Regions from separate parts of the Capra hircus genome. Here region 2 is linked to region 1. A link is a contact called in public Hi-C data. All regions are on one chromosome and are shown on one strand. The core of a region is the stretch at or near the end of the contact, and the rest is flanking DNA. Distances in the headings are between cores, read along the strand shown. Region 1 overlaps TBC1D8 (TBC1 domain family member 8). Region 2 has its middle 17 kb from the start of CNOT11.

The links. A called contact is a pair of places that touch in the nucleus more often than the background predicts.
Region 2: a contact with region 1 is called in a Hi-C map of liver, with 7 times the contacts expected there. The contact joins two enhancer-like sites. A contact is called at or near these places in 2 of 5 Hi-C or Micro-C datasets (blood and liver).

Annotation. Positions count from the first base shown.
Region 1 is chr11:5,907,856-5,913,174 of ARS1.2, forward strand. It overlaps TBC1D8 (TBC1 domain family member 8), which reads right to left. Exons shown (of 20, transcript XM_018054925.1): 19 at 3,463-3,560; 20 at 1,427-2,385. The coding sequence ends at 1,918. It overlaps RPL31 (60S ribosomal protein L31), which reads left to right. Exons shown (of 5, transcript XM_005701764.3): 4 at 350-462; 5 at 739-803. The coding sequence ends at 770. Among named protein-coding and RNA genes, the nearest start is that of RPL31, 7.0 kb to the left of the region's middle. Within about 2 kb of position 2,171, at least 2 of the 5 cell types and tissues checked have an H3K27ac peak or open chromatin away from gene starts, as enhancers often do.
Region 2 is chr11:6,068,065-6,073,419 of ARS1.2, forward strand. No RefSeq gene overlaps it. Among named protein-coding and RNA genes, the nearest start is that of CNOT11, 17 kb to the right of the region's middle. Within about 2 kb of position 2,912, at least 1 of the 5 cell types and tissues checked has an H3K27ac peak or open chromatin away from gene starts, as enhancers often do.

The sequences.
Region 1 (5,319 bases), core at 921-3,420:
GCTGCTGAGGAGGTTGGTAAGCTAGAAGGAGGATTGTGTGCGTGAGGCCGGGAAACTGAACATTTTAACAGTCGGACATGTTCACCTAGTGCTGCTTGGGATTTAACGTAGCTCCCATAGCCAACATTTATGACATTTTGCTGAGGTCACTGCTTGGCAGTGGTGGCTGCTAGCTGAGACAGGTACATCCCAAGCATGCTCAATCATGTCAAACTTTGTGAGACCCCATGGACCCTTGCCAGGTTCCTCTGTCCATGGGATTCTCCAAGCAAGATTACTGGAGTATTCTGGTATTGGGTTGCCATTTCCACCTCCACATCCCAAGACACCTGTGTTTTCTATTTTTCAGGAATGTCCCATACCGGATCCGTGTGCGGTTGTCCAGAAAACGTAATGAAGATGAAGACTCGCCAAACAAGCTCTATACTTTGGTTACCTACGTGCCCGTCACCACTTTCAAAAGTAAGGTCTACTTCATTTTTTAAATCCTTGGCCCTATTAGAACCTGAGTTCATTCGTTCAGCAAAGTAGGGATGTAAGCAAGAGGCATAGTCAGTAAACCTTTTTTTGGGAAAATGCAAAAGGATACAGAACACGTCTGATTCTGGGTTGGGAAAGGTCATTCAGAATAATCCTTGCCTAAGCCCTCGCAGAGAAGGTTCTTGTGTGAGCGTGGGATCGGGGGGGGGGGGCTGGTGTGTGTGTGTGGAAGGTGACCGGCTGTCGCTTCTTTTGCAGATCTACAGACAGTCAATGTGGATGAGAATTAATTGCTGATGGTCGAATAAAGTCATTGAACTGCCTTTGCATCTTGATTTTCCTTTTCTAGTTGGAGGTAAAGTAGGTTTGTGTATCTTAAAGCATTTCCTAGTTACAGGGTCATCTGGAGAGCATGTCCCAGCTGCCATGCCTGGGCCCCTTCTCCCAGGAGTTTTAAAAGACTAAACTGGTAGGCTTTTGAGGGTTTTAGATTTAATGAAAGAAAGAGGTACAGTTTGTCGTTTTTAGCTCAATTATTTGGTAATCCGATGGGGTGTTTTTACTTCTGATTTGTGCTCAGTTGTTCAGTCCTGTCTGACTACTTGTGACCCCACTGGGCTCCTCTGTGCATGGAATGTTCCAGGCAAGAATACTGGAGTGGGTTGCCATTTCCACATGTAGCTAAAGGTCAGAGGTAACCTTTCTTAAAAGGACAAACAAACATTAGGTTAAATTTAGCCCAAAACCAAGGTGTTGTGGGGATTATGTTTCATCACTGATGTGGATTAAATGGCATAAAGAGGTGCCCTTTTGAAACCCCATTGATGATGGTAGTGGGGTTGGAGACTACCTGGAGTGTATGCTGTGAACATCATTGCCGGGGGGCAGGTCTCCAGGTATCCAGTCCAAACCTTAGACACTGAATAAGATACAGACACAAACCAAGTCAGTACAAAACTTTGTTTTTTAAAAAACTTGGAGGCCAACATTGAAAGCGTGGTTTGTACACATTTTTTGGAAGGACACAAAGTGAATACAACCAAATACATTAACATGGTTTCAATTACCAGCATTGAAACAAAATTAGTGCAAAAAAAGCCAAATACAATTGCACAGATAGTGGCTCTCAAATCTTGAAAGTGAACTCTGTCCCTCCAGTTCAAGTGAAGGATGAGTGCTTGGGCTTCTCTCAACTTGGTTAGTATCACACATCTCTCACTTTTTTAGCTTCCAGCTGCGAACAGAACACTAGCTCTAGCACTGACAGTGTCTAAACAAATGCTGGGTGTTGCATCCGTGACCCGCCCCCCAGACACAGTGTGTACCCAGCTTGTAAAGTCTCACGGTGAGCTAGACAAACCTGGCTTCCTGGGCTCACCACACCCGGGGACCTGGTCTCTGCTTTGGTATGGAGATGGGTCTCAGCCAACCGCTGTCCTACGGGCTGCTCAGCTTGAGCTCAGGCTGTGACTGGCGGCTCATTTCACAAGTCTTGAGGCTGTACTGATTGAGCTTGGCGTTTTCAAGTTTGGATTTAATGTCCAGTGGCTTTTCAAAAAAGTTGACTAGTGACTGTTCAGTCAGAAGTGAGGCTAAAATATGTTCAAGGGAGACGGTCCAGTCCCCTTGGGCCTCCTCAGGAAGTGCCTGGGGCTCCCGAGGACTCTGCCCTGCGTCACTGTCCGCAAACACCAGGTCCTGCTCCGAAGAGGGGGAAGGAGCCGAGGCCTGCAGCTCCTCCCCGCCTTCCTGGGAGCTGCTCCCAGAGCTGCTGCCGCGCTGGCCCACCTCCCCGATCTGCAGCAGCAGCGTGGTTACTGTGGCGATGGCTTGGTACAGGTCATTCTCTTCCGGGTCTTCGTGGAACATACTGTACAAAGTCTTACAGAACTGGATAAACTCTCTCTGGAAATGTGAGGGGGGAAAAGTCTGAATATAACAATATGTTTTTTGTTTTAAAAATTTACACTTGGTTCTCTGGTCAAAACCACATAGTACTTCTTGAAGCAGAAAATAAGAGCTATTCTTGGCCCTTGAAGACTCAGCAAGTCCAGGGGATTTCCACACACCATGTAGACTTAAGCTGTCTTTACAGCAGCTATTAAAAATGTTATACCCTTCAACCCAGGAAAACAGCTTGTGAGAATATATGCAGAAGCTCTGCGTAGAGATGTGTTTTATAGAAAAAGGTTGGAAAAAGCCTAAATGTTAGGACTGAAATAATCTTATTAGACTTGTTAATCTGGTGAAAATACCAACAGTGATGGCTTGTGCGCTCAGGCTACACACACTCCTGCCCAAATTGAGAATCTATGTCACAATAGAGGTGGGACTCCGCCTCAGGGTCACTCTAGGAACAGGAAAATGGTTTGAGCTACTAATTTAGCATTTAAGGTTCAAAAGGAATATCCATGGTAACTGGAGGTACAACTGACACCTGAAATTTAACATTACATCCAGAGAGCAGAATGTTTGAAAGCCACTCAGTTAAGCAACAATGTTTCATGATCAAAAAGAAAAGTGCTAAAATCCCACCCCTGGGGTCTCACAGGAGTACCAGAGGGATTTAAGTCCTATAATAAAGGGAGGTTTTCAATTTGAAGCCATTATCAGTACACTGTAATATGTAGTCAGCGATTTTCAAGAAACTACAGTTTTTATATGAAAAATTCTGTGTCCACAGTCTCCCAAATAGCTTCTAGTGCTCCAGGGAATGAATATGCATCACAACCTGGTAAATGAATTTGATACAGAAACTGAGGATATGAAATGTGTGCTAGCATCCTGTTCTGAAGAGTGGTCAACATTTGAATAGCTAAATGATCACAATTTAAATATTTCCTATTTAAATGTCACAATGTTAAAAATGTCTTAAAGATCCTCTGATTACAGCTTAGGAGGTAAGGCTTAATTAATAAAGCTTACCACTGAACACATCGCTTGGTAAAGTAGTAAATTCTCTGCACTGAATAAAGTCCATACCTGGCTCATTTTGGGCAACTCTTTCTCAGTTTTGTCTTTCTCTTTGGCCAAATCTTTAATCATCTGCTTCAGCTGTTTCTGATAATCAATTGTATCACCTTGAGACAAAGGAAAGAATATAGATTTCAGTCTAAAAAATTAAGAGATACCAAGGGAACATTTCATGCAAAGATGAGCACAATAAAGGGTGGAAATGGTACACATCTAACAGGAGCAAAAGATACTAAGAAGAGGTGGCAAGAATACATGGAAGAACTAGACAAAAAAGAGCTTCACGACCCAGATAACCACGATGGTGTGATCACTCACCTGGAGCCAGACATCCTGGGATGCGAATTCAAGTGGGCCTTAGGAATCATCACTATGAGCAAAGCTAGTGGAGGGGATCGAATTCCAGTTGACCTAGTTCAGATCCTAAAAGATGATGCTGTGAAAGTGCTGCACTGAATATGCCAGCAAATGTAGAAAACTTGGTAGTGGCCACAAGACTAGAAAAGGTCAGGTTTCATCCCAATCCCAAAGAGAGGCAATGCCAAAGAATGCTCAAACTATTGCACAATTGTACCCATCTCACATGCTAGCTAAGTAACGCTCAAAATTCTCCATGCCAGGCTTCAACTGTACATGAACTTTCAGATGTTCAAGCTGGATTTAGAAAAGGCAGAACTAGAGATCAAATTGCCAAGATCTGTTGGATCATTGAAAATGCAAGAGTTCCAGAAAAACATCTACTTTTGCCTTACTGACTACACCAAAGCCTTTCACTGGATCACAACAAACTGGAAAATTCTTAGAGATGGGAATATCAGACCACATGACCTGCCTCCTGAGAAATATGTATACAGGTCAAGAAGCAACAGTTGACATGGAACAACACACTGGTTCCAAATTGGGAAAGGAGTATGTCTAAGCTGTATGTTGTCACCCTGCTTATTTAATCTATATGCAGAGTACATCATTCAAAATGCCAGGCTGGATGAAGATTGCTGGGAGAAATATCAGTGACCTCAGATATGCAAGAAATGGCAGAAAGCAAGAACTAAAGTGCCTCTTGATGAAAGAGGAGAGTGAAAAAGCTGGCTTAAAACTCAACATTCAAAAAATTGAGATCATGGCATCTGGTCCCATCACTTCATGGCAAATAGATGGGGATACAATGAAAACAGTGAAAGACTTGGGCTCGAAAATCTCTGCAGATGGTGATTGCAGCCATGAAATTAAAAGACACTTGCTCCTTGGAAGAAAAGCTATGACTAACCTAGACAGCTTATTAAAAAGCAGAGACATTACTTTGCCAATAAAGGTCTGTCTAGTCAAAGATACAGTTTTTCCAGTAGTGATGTATGGATGTGAGAATTGGACTATAAAGAAAACTGGGCGCTGAAGAATTGATGTTTTTGAACTGGTATTGGAGAAGACTCGAGTATCTTGGACTGCAAGGAGATGCAACTCTTCAATCCTAAAGGAAATCAGTCCTGAATATTCAGTGGAAGGACTGATGCTGAAGCTGAAACTCCAATACTTTAGCCACCTGATGTGAAGAACCAACTCATTGGAAAAGACCCTGATGCTGGGAAAAACTGAAGGAGGAGAAAGGGACGAAAGGATGAGATGGTTGGATGCATCAACAACACAATGGACATGAGTCTGAGTAAGCTCTGGGAGTTGGTGATGGACAGAGGCCTGGCATGCTGTAGTCCATGGGATTGCAGGGAGTCAGACACGAGTGAGCAACTGAACTGAACTGAAGTAAATTCCATGAAGACAAAAGGAAAATGGAAAGGAATGGTGAGGGGATGAGGGACTCCACTAAGCAAATACCACATACAAACTGAAAAGCAGAGATCAATCTTGTAC
Region 2 (5,355 bases), core at 1,662-4,161, 160 kb after region 1:
TTTGAATATGCCATCTAGGCTGGTCATAACTTTTCTTCCAAGGAGTAAGCGTCTTTTAATTTCATGACTGCAATCACCATCTGCAGTGATTCTGGAGCCCAGAAAAATAAAGTCTGACACTGTTTCTACTGTTTCCCCATCTATTTCCCTATCTATATCCCATGAAGTGATGGGACCGGATGCCATGATCTTCGTTTTCTGAATGTTGAGCTTGAAGCCAACTTTTTCACTCTCCTCTTTCACTTTCATCAAGAGGCTTTTTAGTTTCTCTTCACTTTCTGCCATAAGGGTGGTGTCATCTACATATCTGAGGTTATTGATATTTCTCCCCAGAAGACACCAGCAAAAACAGGGCCCCAGGGGTCAAGAGGGCTTGCCACGCCTCTCTAGATTTGCAATACATGTTAGGATAATAAAGTCTCTGAGAAATTTGGCAATGAATAAACAAGTGCAAACTAACGTTCCTCAAATTATTTGAGCAAGAAACGATTACAAACAAGGAACTTACCATGTTTTTTTTTTTTTAACAAGTATGGATTTGTTTTACTTCTTAAAATAATGTTTTTAATTTAATTTAATTTATTTGTTCATTTTGGGTGTGCTGGGCCTTAGTTGCTGCTCAAGTTTTTCTCTAGCTGCGGGGAGCAGGAGCTACTCTCTACTTGCAGCCTGCGAGCTTCTCGCTGCAGTGACTTCTCTCCTGAAGCACCAGGCTCTGGAGCACGCAGGCATCAGTAGTTGCGACCCCCAGGCTCTAGAGCACAGGCTCAGTAGTTGTGGTGCGTGGACTTCGTTGCTCTGTGGTATGTAGAATCTTCCCAGATCAAGGATCGAATGCTCGTCCCCTGCATTAGCAGGAAGATTCTTTACCACTCAGCCACCAGGGAAGCCCTGTTTTATTCTTTTTAATTACATTTTTTTTTACCACCCCACATAGCATGTAGGATCTTAGATTCCCTGGCCAGGGATAGAAACCACGGTCTCTGCACTGGAAATGTGTAGTCTTTAACAACTGGACTGTGAGGGAAGTCTTGGGTGAGCACATATCTAGATGGTCAGGAAAGGACAGGCTATCCGGGGGAACCCTAGTCAAGTGACAGCATGCAAGCCTAAGAGCATCAGCGTCAGAGTGCCATGGGGGTGCCAGGGCCTCGTCCCTCCTGTAGCCGCACCCCCTGGGACATGTGGTCTCCAAAGGAGCCAAGGAAGAGAGAATGTGGGAGCCTGGGTGGGAGAGGCCTATGGGCTGGATCTAAACGTCCCCCACATCCGTTTGTCCAGGAAGATTCCATTTCTCAAGATGTGCTGTGGTCTCCCTGTGCACGCAGGAGGAAAGGTGCAGTGCTGGCCGCACACTGCCCTGGACACTGCTTGACTGGTCCTCCTGATCGCAGCATGATCATCCGCGTTGGCTGGGGGCCCCAATCTGAAGAAGCCCCAAGCGCACCTTGACCTTCACTCCTGACCCGGCTCCATCCCCCTCTGAGCCCAGCCCTCTTCGTGCAGCCAGCAAGAGCATTACCTACCCCCTGCCCTGCACTTCTAGCACCATCAGTCATGTGTACTTCTGGGAAAAAATGAGGAACATTTGGAAGATCGGATACCAAAAACATCTTACGTTTTTATTTCATCAGGAACCACATCTGACAGGAGCCGTGGAGCCGATGACTAGAAGTCTCCAGTGAAAACCAGGTCAGCACAGGACATCCCTGGTAGTCCAGTGGTTGGGCTCTGCACTTGTAATGCAGCGGGTGTGGATCCCATCCCTGGTTAGGGAGCCAAGATCCCACATGCTGTGTAGCCCAGCCAAAAAAACCCAAAAAACCAAAACCAGGTCAGCATCCAGCTCAGAAACAGACCAGACCAGGTCCTGAAAAGCTGATGCATCTGCTGGATAAACATCCGCACCTACAGCTATTATGACTGAGAGCCTGGACATACGATAAAAATGAGGAAACGGAATGGAGGTGATGCTACCGGTAAATATTTGATGTTTTCCCAGAAAGAAAACCGGGTCTTGGTGTGGCATCAGACATCCTGAGCTCTGTGGTCCAAGGACAAAAATAGTCTGAAAGACATGTTAATATTTTATACCAAAAAAAATCAATAACTCCTTCCTGAGCCCATACAATGCTATTATGCTTCATTAAAGTGTATTTAAAGCTTTTCCAGCATCGAGTGGTGTTGCAAAGGCAAGTAACAATTGCTGGATATGAGGCCCTGAAAAAGGAAGCCAGGAATAAGCGATGAACTGACTTAGAAAGATGCTGTGCGTGCAGAGCACCTGAAGTGCTTGGGAGGGCCTCCTGATGTCTGTCCATCTACTGATCTGAGGCTGCGCAGCCTGCCCAGTGCCCCACACTGCAGCGAAGACCAGCCTGGGTCCTGCCTGCCAGTGGGGTTTGTTGAGGGAAACCCCAATGGTCCTCAGCACCCAGATGGGAGGCAAAGCTTGCCTTCACGCGGTGTGGTAACTGGTGAAGGGGGCTTCCCAGGTGGCTCAGTGGTAAAGAATCCACCCTGCCAATGCAGGAGACGTGGGTTCGATCCCTGGGTTGGGAAGATCTCCTGGAGAAGGGCATGGCAACCTACTCCAGTATTCTTGTCCGGAGAATTTCCTGGACAGAGAGGAGACTGGCGGCTTACAGTCCATGGGGTTACAAAGAGTCAGACACGACTGAGCGACTAAACAACGACAACCAGCGAAGAGCATTCGCTTGGGAGCCAAAATCTGGTTCTCCAGCTGTGTGACCCTGTGCAAGTCACCTGTCTCCCCCAGCCGCGCCCCATTTCCCCATTCCTCCCCGGACACCCTACCCGCACCCCCGCCAAGGCTGCTTCCTCCGCTGGGCCCGGAAGGCGGGGCCCGCTAAGCCCAGTGCAAGGTGGGGGCTCCGCGTGGTCGCCACCCTGTCGGCCCCTCTTTCCTACTGAGGATCCCCACCCGACTCTGTCCGTCCTCGCGGCGCTGCGCTCCAGCCAGGGCGTCAGCAGCGGGCGCTGTTTCTCTCGGGTCTGCACCTCCGAGCCTCCCCGCAGCGGCTTCCTCTTTCTTCTCCAGGGCTCCGCCCACTCACCTGGGAGCGAGAAGCATCTCGTTTGCCAGTCACCTGAGCGGCTGGCGCGATGAAGCACAGGCGTGCGTGTGGGTGTGATCAGAGTTTCTGGCCTCAAGCTCACAAAGTACCAAGGGCTGTTGCTCATTACTCATGTAACAGGGGGTCCCAGAGCTAACAGAGAGCTGGTGATGGGTATTGTGCTCAGGATTATCAGAAAGCAGAGAAAACACGTACACCAGGGCGCTGGTTAGCGCCAGCAGCGGTCTGTCTACAGCAGAGACCAGCCCCAGGGCAGAAGGTGGACCTTCCGTAGCTTCTTTTTCCTCCTACAAGTATTTCCCAAATAGCCCCTTAATTGTTGCAGATAATCGCGGTTTCCTCGCCAGAGGCTAAGCAGTCTGTTCCAGAGTGTCTGCTCAAGCGACCTGATAATTCCCTATCACTGCGTAGGTAAACCAGGAGGATGCTTTTGGGGTTCAAAACATAATATTGTAACCCAGTTTGGTTTGGCTGCCACCCGACATACACCCTGAGGCCAAGGTTGTAGAACTGTACCTTGTAAAACCCCCAAACCCACTGGAAAACATCTGCAAATAATGTGGGTAAAGTTTCAAGGAAGAGAGAAGGCAAAGGTTCACTCACACCGGAAAACATCAGAAAAATGCGCTGTAACATCTCTCACCCAAAGTTCCACTTCTTAAGGAGATGGTGCATCTCCTCTGTCCGGCCCTGCCTCCTCTGCTCCCCCCTCTCCCCCACCCCCTTCAGCCTCCCTATCCCTTTCTGCACACTCCTTGCTCCCTGCCACCCAGCCCCACTCAGGATCTCTCTACACCCTCTGCTCATCTGTATCCAATCCACAACTCTGCTCAGAAAAACATACATCTACTACCATGTGTAGAGTAGACAGCTAGTGGAAAGCGGCTTTATTGCACAGGGAATTCAGCTCAGTTCTCTGATGACCTAGAGGGAGGGGATGGGGAGGGGGAGAGAGCTCCCAGAGGGAGGGGTTCTGTGTATGCAAAGCTGATTCATTTTGTTGTACAGCAGAAACTAACACAATACCGTAGTAAAGAAAGTATATTCCAATTTTTAAGAAATTAAATTTTAAAAAAGCAAAAAGCAAAGCTTCTACCTTGGGGCTACACCCACAGCAAAGCATAAAAGGAAAAATAGATCAAGAAGTGACATTTTCTAGTCATAAGGTAGAGGTAAATTCATCTTTAACAGTTTTTTTTGTTTTTAATAGGCTAAGATCTATTTTTCTCCTTTCTGGTAGAAAGCAGCAAGACGTGAAACTCTCCTGTCTGGTTAGGAAAATATAATTTACTTACTGTTTACTGGAGAAAATATTCTCAGAATGTCTAAAGTGAAATTTAGTTTTTAACTTTGCTTTGAGCTAAGTAGCCTAGCAAAGAAAAACAGAGGAGTTGAATTTTATGGATGATAGGCTCAGCTGGTAAAGAATCCGCCTGCAGTGTTGGAGACCTGGGTTTCATCCCTGGGTTGGGAAGATCCCCTGGAGAAGGGAAAGGATACCCACTCCAGTATTCTGGCCTAGAGAATTCCATGGACTGTATAGTCCATGGGGTCGCAAAAAGTTGGATACAACTGAGCGACTTCCACTCACATTTTCTTAAGGCTCCCATTTAATTTATTTATTTTTAAAATTATTTTAATTGTAGGCTAATTACTGTACAATATTGTAGTGGGTTTTGCCATACATTGACATGAATCAGCCATGGGTGTATTTAAAATGCACATAGGGGTCCCTGGTGGTCCAATAGTTAAAACTCCGTGCTGCTAAGTGGGGGGACATGATTTCAATCCCTGGTCAGGAACTAAGATCCACATGACACTTGATCAAAAGATTAAAAAAGAAAAACACAACTATCCAAATGTACAGAATTCAGAACTATAATAATTATAGAGGGTATTTTTGTTTAGAGCTAAACTCTGACAGTTCTCCCTGGATCTTGGCGAGCAAGGCTCTGACTACCTTTGTTTTGGGTCATCTTTCTAAGAATCTGAGTATGATGAACAGTGAAGGGAAAGGGTTCAGTTCAGTTCAGTTCAGTCTCTCAGTCGTGTCCGACTCTTTGCGACCCCATGAATCACAGCACGCCAGGCCTCCCTGTCCATCACCAACTCCCGGAGTTCACTCAGATTCACCTCCATCGAGTCAGTGATGCCATCCAGCCATCTCATCCTCTGTCGTCCCCTTCTCCTCCTGCCCCCAATCCCTCCCAGCATTAGAGTCTTTTCCAATGAGTCAGCTCTTCGCATGAGGTGGCCA